Regions from separate parts of the Sus scrofa genome. Here regions 1 and 3 are each linked to region 2. A link is a contact called in public Hi-C and HiChIP or PLAC-seq data. All regions are on one chromosome and are shown on one strand. The core of a region is the stretch at or near the end of the contact, and the rest is flanking DNA. Distances in the headings are between cores, read along the strand shown. Region 1 overlaps LOC110257023 (a long non-coding RNA gene). Region 2 has its middle 63 kb from the start of SP3. Region 3 has its middle 69 kb from the start of SP3.

The links. Hi-C and Micro-C count contacts between places; a contact is called where the count stands out from the background. HiChIP or PLAC-seq counts read pairs in DNA pulled down with a chosen protein or histone mark.
Region 1: a Hi-C map of alveolar macrophages shows a contact between it and region 2, with 2.3 times the contacts expected there. The contact joins two enhancer-like sites. A contact is called at or near these places in 5 of 47 Hi-C or Micro-C datasets (alveolar macrophages, fetal heart ventricle, psoas muscle and 1 more) and 2 of 2 datasets of contacts at active chromatin or transcription factors (alveolar macrophages and skeletal muscle).
Region 3: an H3K27ac HiChIP or PLAC-seq map of alveolar macrophages shows a contact between it and region 2. The contact joins two enhancer-like sites. A contact is called at or near these places in 6 of 47 Hi-C or Micro-C datasets (blood, epiblast stem cells, fetal heart ventricle and 2 more) and 2 of 2 datasets of contacts at active chromatin or transcription factors (alveolar macrophages and skeletal muscle).

What each region holds. Positions count from the first base shown.
Region 1 is chr15:79,897,937-79,901,351 of Sscrofa11.1, reverse strand. LOC110257023 (a long non-coding RNA gene) reads left to right here. Exons shown (of 2, transcript XR_002339176.1): 1 at 1-479; 2 at 582-1,839. Among named protein-coding and RNA genes, the nearest start is that of SP3, 90 kb to the left of the region's middle. Within about 2 kb of position 1,826, at least 3 of the 83 cell types and tissues checked have an H3K27ac peak or open chromatin away from gene starts, as enhancers often do. A contact at or near this core is called in alveolar macrophages, where this site is marked.
Region 2 is chr15:80,051,310-80,054,790 of Sscrofa11.1, reverse strand. No RefSeq gene overlaps it. Among named protein-coding and RNA genes, the nearest start is that of SP3, 63 kb to the right of the region's middle. Within about 2 kb of position 1,275, at least 5 of the 83 cell types and tissues checked have an H3K27ac peak or open chromatin away from gene starts, as enhancers often do. A contact at or near this core is called in alveolar macrophages, where this site is marked.
Region 3 is chr15:79,918,936-79,922,500 of Sscrofa11.1, reverse strand. No RefSeq gene overlaps it. Among named protein-coding and RNA genes, the nearest start is that of SP3, 69 kb to the left of the region's middle. Within about 2 kb of position 2,105, at least 5 of the 83 cell types and tissues checked have an H3K27ac peak or open chromatin away from gene starts, as enhancers often do. A contact at or near this core is called in alveolar macrophages, where this site is marked.

The DNA.
Region 1 (3,415 bases), core at 577-3,076, 150 kb after region 2:
GGAAAATCAGAAGTGGAGCATGGAAGAGTTTGAGCTGGAAGCATGTGCGGGAACTGCCTGCGTTGGACCGGAGGATACAGTGTGTGAGATCATCCCTGTGACCTCGGACTGCATTTCAGATTTCCGCTTCCGGCTGCCGGTAGAAAGTAGCTGATTGCTTCTATGGTAGGAGAGGGAGAATTGCAGAAGTACAAGTGTTTGCTTATGAACTGAGGGAGAATGTAGCATCTCTAATAGGTACCGAGGCGAGGCGAGTCTTAGTCTGCTTCGGAGAGAAGTGGGCTGTGAACTGAATCCAGCGAGTGGGCTGGAGAGGAGCCAGGAGGCCAACTAAGGACAGGATCGTTTCCCCAGGGAGCTGGTGTCTGGGCATGAGCTACCCAGGAGGAGGGTCCTGGAAGCAAGTCCTGGCTGCACAGGGATTCCCAGCAATTGTCTTTCCAGGATGCCTATGAACGTGTTTGGGAAGAGTGGCAGAGGTGTGCTGGGGCAGCCAGATAAAGGCTGTGTTTCCTGAGGTGGCGGGTGCCTCCTGGAGGAGTTCTGGATCTGTGCAACTAAATTTATGTGTCCTTCTCCAGGGTCGGAAAATAGGGCTTCCTAGAGAAGGTGCAGAGAACCTGTAGAGGGAATTTCTGGTCCAGGTGGCTTAGAAGCAATGCCAGCTGAAGTCATGGGCATCATCAGGCTGCTGGAGAAACAAACACCCTCAAAGCTGAGTGGTCTGACACAGCACCTTCATTTCCAGCTCCTGTTACATGTTCCTCTCCCTGGCAGGAGGCTCTGCTCCACACAGCCATTTACAAAGTCAGGGTAACAGAGACTCCACCGTCTTATAGCTGCTCCATTGAAGTAACCTGCCCCCTCGTCGCCCTGGAGGGTCCCATGGGGTTTTCCTGTGCTTTCTTCCAGAAGGCATACTCCCTTCTCTCCTCAGCCCAATGGTCAGGACTAGTCATATGGCCATGCCCAACTGCCAGGGGGTTTAGCCCTGAGAAGTGGTCTGCAGGCTCCAATCAAGGAACAGGGAGGCTTCACACGGAGGGCAGCATTGATCACTGGGTGTGCCAGCGGGGTGACAGATGAAAGGAGAGCTTAGCATGATCTCTGACAACACAAAGAGATGGAGGGATGGGTGAAGATTGAAATGTGTACTTATAAATACAGTACAATATTCCCAGAAGTTCACTGACAGGCATCAAACTGGCCATTTGGCAGGGGGGATGAGTTGGTTGTGTGCTTGTGTATTAAAAATTTGGGAATCCAGACTAGAATAATCCCTATGGCATTATTTGGTGAACACTCCTGGAAACTCACATAATTTAATTAAGATGTGTTTATTTTTCTTTTTTTGACATATGTATATATACATATATATATATATAGAGAGAGAGGTATGTTGATTTATAATATAAAGTATTTCTGTGTGTGTGTGTGACTGCTTACTCAGAGTATGAAGAGTAACAAGGGGCTGTTTTTATGGAAAACATATTGTTTGATTATTTTGAGTGAATATTGATAGCATATCCATATAACACGACACAAAACACTCTGTGGACCTCTAGTTCCCCTCCCCTGAAAAAGAAAAGCAAAGGAGGACCTTAAATATAAGAACAGAGATGAATCCTTCAACTCAATAACCCTCCAAAGAAATCAAGTGCTGTGTGTACAACTGAGATCCATGAGAGTGCCCAGTGGTACGAAGAGTGTAAGCTCATCGCATTTACAGTTGCATATTTCTAGCTAGAAATCTCTAGCAGTGTCCCAAATATGATAGTAATTTCAATGTAGGTTACATCATCCTTGGATAAAAAATAAAGCAGTGATTGAGACATCCTACCATTTCGTCATTTTGGGTTGTTTTTGTGGATTATTAAGCAAATACTTTACGTATCCCACCGATGAAAACACACTGATGACGCTTGCTGAATTTAGTCTCAATGAACCCTTTTTTTTCTTTAAAGTGAACTTTTAAGCAAATATTTGCTGTTTTGTTTTACTGAATGAACCCATTTACTATTTTTCTTAAAGCTTAGAAAAGTCCTCTGAAACATTCGGATAAAGCTGATAATGAGCATTTCTTATTCTCTCATATGACTTTACAAACTTTAACTACAGTACGCTTTTGACACACATTTATTGAACAGATCTTTCAAGTCTTATACACACCTTATTCCCAAGATTAAAAAAATATATATCTAGAAATTTTAAGAAATGGTCTTGGAATGAAGAAAGACTTGGAGAAACAGTAGAAGTATTTCAGAGCTTCAGAGCAACTTTAAACATTTACCATGAGGAAATCAATCATAGTCTAAAGGCTGTCCAGGAGTTCCCTTTGTGGCTCAGTGGGTTAAGAACCCGGCATAGTACCCATGAGAATGAGGGTTCGATCCCTAGCCTCGCTCGATGGGTTAAGGATCTGGTGTTGCCATGAGCTGTGGTATAGGTTTCAGATGCGGCTCAGATCTGGTGTTGCTGTGGCTGTGGCTGGCAGCTGGAGCTCCGATTCTCTGATTTGACCCCTAGCCTGAGAACTTTCATATGCTGCAGATGTGACCCTAAAAAGGAAAAAAGAAAAAGAAAAAAGAACTGGTGGACTACTACCATCTCCTGGCCTCCGTGACCACACTCATGGCTCTGGAGGCTCTGCTGTGATGGGAGTCAAGCTGGAAGGATCTTTGTTTCAGTTCTGCCCCTAACTAGCTATGCAATTCTGGCTAGTCTATGGACTCTTTTTCATCATCTGTAGAAATCATCAAAGTGATAATTTTTTTTTTTTTTTTTTTTTTTTTTTTTTTTTTTTTGCCATGCCTGTGGCATGCGCAAGTTCCCAAGCCAGGGTTCGAACCCACACCACAGCAGTGAAAATGCTGGACCCTTACCCAGTAGGGTACCAGGAAACTCCAAACTGATTATTTTTAAGGATCTTAGTACCGAAACTACTTGATATAAGCCAAATGTTCTCCACAGAGCTGTGAATAAATTCAGTGAATTTTTAAGAGGATAACAGATTTGACATGTCAGATGGCCTTGGCATGTGTTTTTGTTGATTTTCGTAAAGGTTCAATCAAGGCATCTCCAACTGCCAAGTATACTCAACAGGGAAGGGATGGCCTCTTCAATTTTCCTTATGGTGCTGGAAGAACTGGATAGTCACCTGCAAAAGAGTGGAATAGGACCCCAAATTATACCACTCACAATAATTAACTCAAAATGGATTAAGGACTTACATGTAAGAAGTGAAGCTGTAAAACTCTTAAAAGAAAACATAGGGGAGAAGCTCCTTGACACCAGTCTTAGCAATAATTTTTTTTGGATTTGATAGCAAAAGCACAAGCAACAAAAGCAAAAATTAACAAAGGAGACTACATAAAACTAAAAGGCTTCTGCACAGCAAAAGAAACAATAAAGATGA
Region 2 (3,481 bases), core at 26-2,525:
AAGTAGCATACTATATCCACATTCCAGCACCTGGATTTTCTTACTTAATATATTTTAGAAATCACCACATGTTAATTCATAGAAATATCTCTCAACTTTTTCAGCTTTATATTAATCTGTTGTGTGAATTCATCATAGTTTATTCAGTTAGTATTTGAATGGGTGAGCATTTAAGTTGTGTCTTATATTTGATTAGTAGCAAACAGGGATTATGAGACTCCCCTTTTCCTCACAGCCTTGATGACAGAACGTATTACCTAACTTTAAAATTTTTGACAACTCAATAAAATAGTATCTTATTGTAGTCCAAATATGCATCTATATCATTATGAGTGAAGCCGAACATCTTTTCATATTTTTAAGATGCATTTATATATTTTGTATGTGTTGGGGGGAACTGTCTATTCATGCTTTCTGCCCAATTTTCTATCAAGTCTTGGCCATTTTTTCTCAATATTTAAACGTTCCTTATATTAATAATATTAGAGATTAGCCTGGATTTGTGACAAATGTTACAAAGCTTTCTCTCACTTTGCACTTTTTTTTTTTTTTTGCCAGGAAGCAGGGTTTTTTAAAATGTGCTGAATTTATCAATATTTTCCTTTTTGCGTCTGGATATTTTAGTTTTCATTGGAAACATTCATTCAGGGTCGGACTGGGCATGGCTTTCCGAGCATGTTGGTATTGAAAGTGTCTCCCTTTTGTGAGGCATGATGGTGAGACCTCTTTCCCCTTCTGCTGAGGAGATGCGGACTGTGAGCCAAGCCAGACTGATTAGTTCTTAGGTTTCTCAGGAGTTCCACATCCCTTCTTGTCCCAAGGAAACTTTTGGTTGGGGACAGGCGCGTAGCTCATTGGGAGGAGCGGATGCTACGTAGGAGAGAAAGCTGCTCCACGTGTTCTCTCTCAGCTGGAGGAGCAGGTACCCAGAGCTGCCCTTAGATTGTAGCGGGGTTTGGGTCAGAGAAAGACTTTTCCCACACCCAGGGTGTAAGTTTGTCCACCCATGGTGTCTTCTCATGCTTGCGTGGTTTCATTTTTCACATGTAGGTTTCTGGTCCATGTGGCGTTTATCCTAGTGGATGGTAAGAGGTATGGGTCCAATTTTCCGATAGGCAGCATGGCCCCTTGGAGAGGGGCGGGGCAAATAAGTGGCGATCCTTATGGTCCAGTAGGTGGCGCTCCTCTAGACTCATTTTTGCCGGACTGTAGGAGGAAATGCTGCAAGTCTTGAGAAGAAAAAGGAAATGACTGGTTAGGTTTCACTGGCCAAGAGGAAGCCTCTAGTAGGAAGTTCCCCTCCATCCACACAACCTTGGCTTCACTGGGGGGCACAGTGCTGCTTTCCTCATGTGGGAAAATATCATTTCCTCCATGACTCTGTTTCCCATTGGGAAGGCTCTGTGGGGTAAGAGTGGGCATGCGCAAAGATTGCCTTCACAGCGTCTCTCCCAGAGGGGAGAGAGGTCAAGATGGCCCTGACCTGTACTTCTCTGGGAGGCTCGGCCTGGGAGTGACAAGATCTTGGTTCCTGTCTCAAAGCCATTGTCAACTGGCACTGGTATCACAAGTAGCCGCTTAGCCTTCTATTCCTCAGTCTCCTCATCTGTAAAAGGGGACAACAATGCCCTCCCTACCTATGTGTCAAGGATGTCAGTGGCATAAAATGATGCGGGTGGAAACGTGTATACAAAGTCAAAACACGGTACAAATGTATTTTTACTGTCATCATGGTTACGTCTTATCATACATGGACTTGTCTCTCTGGAAGATATGGTCAAAAGAATTTGTAGTGATAGGCTGCTTTGCTGTATAAGGTGATTTTTCCAAGTATCCTCTCTTGTGGAGATAGCACTGCATTAAAGAGAAAAATGGACTAGGTTAGCTTATAAAGGGCTGCAAGGTAGAGACCTGATGAACAGGTTTACAATGAACTTTCCTAAAGTCCCTAAAACCCCCTAAAACTGTATACAGGTGGGAGTTCCCACTGTGGCTCAGCGGGTTACAAACCCTACTAGAATCCATGAGGACTCGGGTTTGATCCCTGGCCTTGCTCAGTGGGTTAAGGATCCAGCCTTGCCGTGAGCTGTGGTGTAGGTCACTGACCAGCTCAGATCCCATGTTGCTGTGGCTATGGTGTAGGTAGCTGTAGTTCCAATTCGACCTGTAGCCTGGAAACTTCCATATGCCACAGGTGTGACCCTAAAAAGCAAAAATAAAAACAAAAAAAAATTGGAGTTCCCATCATGGCTCAGCAGTTAACGAACCCGACTAGCATCCATGAGGACGTGGGTTCGATCACTGGCCTTGCTCAGCGGGCCAGGGATCCGGCGTTGCCATGAGCTGTGGTATAGGTCGCAGATGCTGCTCAGATCCTGCATTGCTCTAGCTGTAGCGTAGGCCAGGAGCCACAGCTCTGATTGGACCCCTAGCCTGGGAACCTCCATATGCCACAGGTGTAGCCCTGAAAAAGACAAGAAGACCAAAAAAAAAAAAAAATTGTGGTGATAGGTTACCTTCATATAAGGTGATTTTTCCATGTATCCTCTCTCTCATGGAAAACTTAAAGGAGAAAATGGACAAGGTTAACTTTAAAAGGACTCCCAAATATTAGAGACCTGAGGAGGAGGTCTATGATGAGCTTTCCTAAGAGCCCTAAAACCCCCGAAAATTGTGTACAGAATTGTGTATATGTGTATTTTCCATAGCTTGTATCAGATTGCGAAAGGGGTTCGTAGTTCAAAAATGATTAAGAAACATCTGAGAAAAGGAGCCAGGCCAGCCCCAGGGCCCCCTCCCCCTTTGGCTCTGGAATGACTGAACTGGTTCTAGCTACTTCCTCAGCCCCAGATTGGATCTTACGGCTATGGTCTTACTTTCTACTGAAGCTGGTCTGGAGAGAAGGAGCAAAGAGAAGTGGCTAGGGTCTAGAAAGGGTCGGTAGTGTCTCGAAAACAAAGATGAAACCCTAAGGCAGGGTGGGTCCAGGGGCAGCTCAGCAAATAGATCAGAAAACAATTTGTCTGGCCAAACTCTTGTCATGCCACAGTGGTCTTCCTTTTCTTCCTGAAATATGCCAAGATCATTCCTATCCTAGGGCCTTTTTTTTTTTTTTCTTTCTTTTTTTTTTTAGTTGTATCCAAAGCATCTGAAAGTTCCCAGGCCAGGGACTGAACCCACATCACAGCAGCAACCAGAGCTACTGCAGAAACAATAGCAGCTGGATCCTTAATGCTCTGCACCACAAGGGAACTCCTTGAAGAGGCATTCTTGATTACCTCGAATGCTCTGCCCTGGCTCTTCTCCTAACTGGCTCCATATTATCCAAGTCTCAGCTGGAACATCACCTGCTCAGAAAAGTCCTCCCTGATCACACAATTCTCCCAGCCAGAGTGATCTTCCAGGAGCAACCCTCACCATGGGAAATCATCTTTTCTATTTGCTTATTTATTTGTTTTCTGCACTGCCAGCCCCTTACCCA
Region 3 (3,565 bases), core at 856-3,355, 130 kb after region 2:
GACGTTTGTAACAAGAGAAGATTATAGTCAGGAAAAGTCCCGACCCATTTCTTTTTTTTTTTTTTTATAAGTCAAACCCACAATATTTTCCATTCCCCCTTTTAATTACATTTGCTCTGTGGTTTGGGAAAGCAGACCACATTGCTTGCTGCCTAAATTATTTTCTAACTACCAAATTGCTCCGTCCCTGCACATATGCCCAACTCATCTCCTACATGTTTTCAGGCAAGCTGTCTTTTAGGACATTGAGTTCTATCCTTTATTTTGATATATAATTATAGCATCAATGTCTGTACACCTTTTGTTACAAATATATGCTAATTATTTTTTCCTGTTTCAAAATCATTAAAGCAGTTCTTAGGCATTAAGGGTATTGTCAACAGAGTAAATATTGAACAAAGAATTGTTAGGCAGGGGGAAAATCCAGAGAAATCCAAGTTTCTGTAGATAAACCTAATAACTTTACTCTTGCCATGATGCCTCTTAATATGTTTTTGACAGTCAGGCATTAGCGATTCCCCTTCCTCCCTTTGAATTATTTTATGAAATCAAATGGGTCGTCATGATTAATGAGATTATTATTACTAAGATTACTCTGTAGTCTTTATTTCATCATTTTAAAATTAGTTCCACTTGGAGATGTGCAAATAGTATTTGTCAGTACTTAGCAAATGTTTCACCGTGATGGAAAATTGCCTATACTTTTGTCAAGAGCAGGAGACAATGGTAAACAGCACAGTACTGCAGGACGGCTAATGGGTCTGGGAAACCTGAGAACATAGGCCAAGACTATTATGGATTTTTTTTTTTTTTTACATGGAAAGAGGAGAAAGAGTGAAGAGTGCTTTCTGAATCCTAGATCCTGTGAATTTCCCCAATACTGTATTTTATGAGAGAAACTAGACATCAAAGGGTTTTTCTTAGCCTGTTTGATAATTGTTCTCCCCTCTACCTCAGTTTCACATCTTTCCCTATGATTTACAGATCTGATCTTCTTTCTGTGTGTGTGTGTGTGCTTTTCTTTGCTTTTTAGGGCCGCACCTATGGCATATGGGAGTTCCCAGGCTAGAGGTCTAATCGGAGCTACAGCTGCCGGCTGGCCTACGCCACAGCCACAGCCACAGCCAGGCCAGATCCAAGTCGCATCTGCAACCTACACCACAGCTCATGGCAAGGCCAGATCCCTGACCCACAGGGTGAGGCCAGGGATCAAACCCGCACCCTCATGGATTCTAGTCGGATTTGTTTCTGTTGCAACACGAAGGGAACTCCTATAGATCTGATTTTAATTTCAAATTTTGAACATGGGACCTGAGCCCTTAACAGTCTTAATTCTCAATTACAGCATCTAGTTACTGAAATTATTCTATCCAGTGACCCAGGGATGTACAAGAAGGCATAAGAAGGTACATTGTGAAACTCAAAAATAAAACCTGGGCTATGAGTCTGGTGGCAGAAAGAGCTCTAAGTCTTTTACTCATCGATACTGGAAACCTGGGTGATGAAGGCACGTGTCTGTGGGTGCAGCGTTCATGAAGTACCCAATTAATATAATAAAGTCGAACCTCTCAGGGCTTTGCCAGAGTTAATTAGCACTTCCCATTGTCTGATGTTTCATTACCTGCTAAAGTTGCTTATGGAAAGTCTTGCAAGAGGTGTTTTATGAACACATCGTAACTATTTTTATGGATTTTAGTGATTTAGACCAGATTCATGACCCACAACCGCATTTGCCATTTTGAGCAATAGAGACTTTATTTTTTTCAGATTTTGTGCAACGAATATCAATTTTTCCTTCCTTTGAGAAGTGCTTAAGAATGATACTCAAAGAGTGATTTTATTTGGTCCTTTATGACAGAAGTGAAAATGAAAGGAGATTTGGAGACGTAAACTAACCTTTGCCCTTATGTGAAATCCTGGGAACCGGAAATTCCCTTTTAGAGCTGAGTGTCCTAGGTGCCTGCACAGACTGTTGCAGGAGAGTGGAAGAGGGTCATTTAAACCAGAGTCAGGGTGACTGGAAGTCTTCCGAGGGACTGACAAAGGCTGAAGATAGATAAGAATGGCACAATTAGGCGGGAAACTCCACACATCTATTTGGTTGGCCCCGTCTCCTTGGGGCTTAGCAGAAGACCTGATTGGGCACAACAGGAAGTCAGATTGTAGGAAGGGGCTGCTTGTGTAAGGGCCCTGCAGAGTAGCAAGCTCGCCCTTCACAGGACCACTGGAGACACAATCCTTTAACCCTACGCAAATACGTAGGGCAGCGGCAGACTCTTGGAAGGAAGATCTTAAGGGCAGTTGGTGCCATGAATTAAAAGCTCCTAGGTGGCTGCCTCTATGTTTAGCGTCTGCATGACATCATCAGTTGGAACTAATGAAAGAGGAAAACCAAGGAAGAAAATGCCACGGTGATCACCAAAGCTTCCTTCATGAGTGGGATCTGGGCTCCCACCGGGGCTCCCCAGGGATGCCCACGGCTCTATGGAGGGGGCAGCAATCCTGAGGGACTTCCTCCTTGTCAAAATATGACAGAAGCCATCCTGCAAATGAACATTGTCCTGAAAGCATCGGGAGAAATAACGTACAGGCTACAGGGATCTCCCTAATGTTGATTCTGGTAAGTTTTTTGCTTTTGTTTTTGTTTTTTTGCCGTCAATAACATAGCAGAAAAATGAGAAGATAAAATGTTTCCTTTTCAATTTCTGTTGAGCAGGATTCTAGTGGAAAGGAAGCTCTCCCCTTGTGGTTCTCTGAGCGCTCTGACAATTGATCAGTGTTGGCATTTCCAGTACCGACTTGGCTCCAGTGGGTCTGTCACTGAAAATAATTCGATAACGGCTATGCTGTTCTTTCCTGGCTATAGCCTGCTGTCCTCTGCCTTCTGCTACATCCCAAACAAGCCTAGTGTCAGGAGGGTGCCTGGATGGTCATGGCCTGGGTGCACAGTCGACATGGAAGGTGACAAGGTCCTTGTCACACTCCTCACAGTGGAAGAAGATGGTGCCACCGGGAAGTGACAACACACTCTTGTCCCTCCACAGGTGGAAAAGGCTTGAAAATTATTTTGATGCAGCTGCGGCCACTGCAAAATATTTGCATCACCCAGAGAAAGGCATCGCTCAGGGCAGATGCAGCCCTCCCAGGACTCAGGGCTTGGCAAGGAGACGTGACTGGATTTCAGTACCTACTTGCACCTTGTCCAGGTTTCGTCCCGCATGGCTCTGATTCCATGTGCCCCTCAAACAAGGCTGATATGATTACTGCAGATGGCGGCTGCTGACAGGAGTCTTAGGCGTGTTTGTTCCTGGCACTGTGACCTTCTTCTTTCTCTAGTCCTTTTCTCTCTGCGCCTCCCTCTTCTCTCCAGCTGGTACCTGTGGACTGGATCCTAATGTCAGCCTACAATCCAGGTCTCTGAGACTCCAAATCCTGCCCCCCTCGTAGTCCTACTCACCTTCTATCCCCTTTCTCCAAGACCCTCCCAAGGGACAGAAATTAATCTGGTTAATAAATTGGTGCTGTTGCTAATGGTTAATACTATATTACTCTTTCAGATAGAATC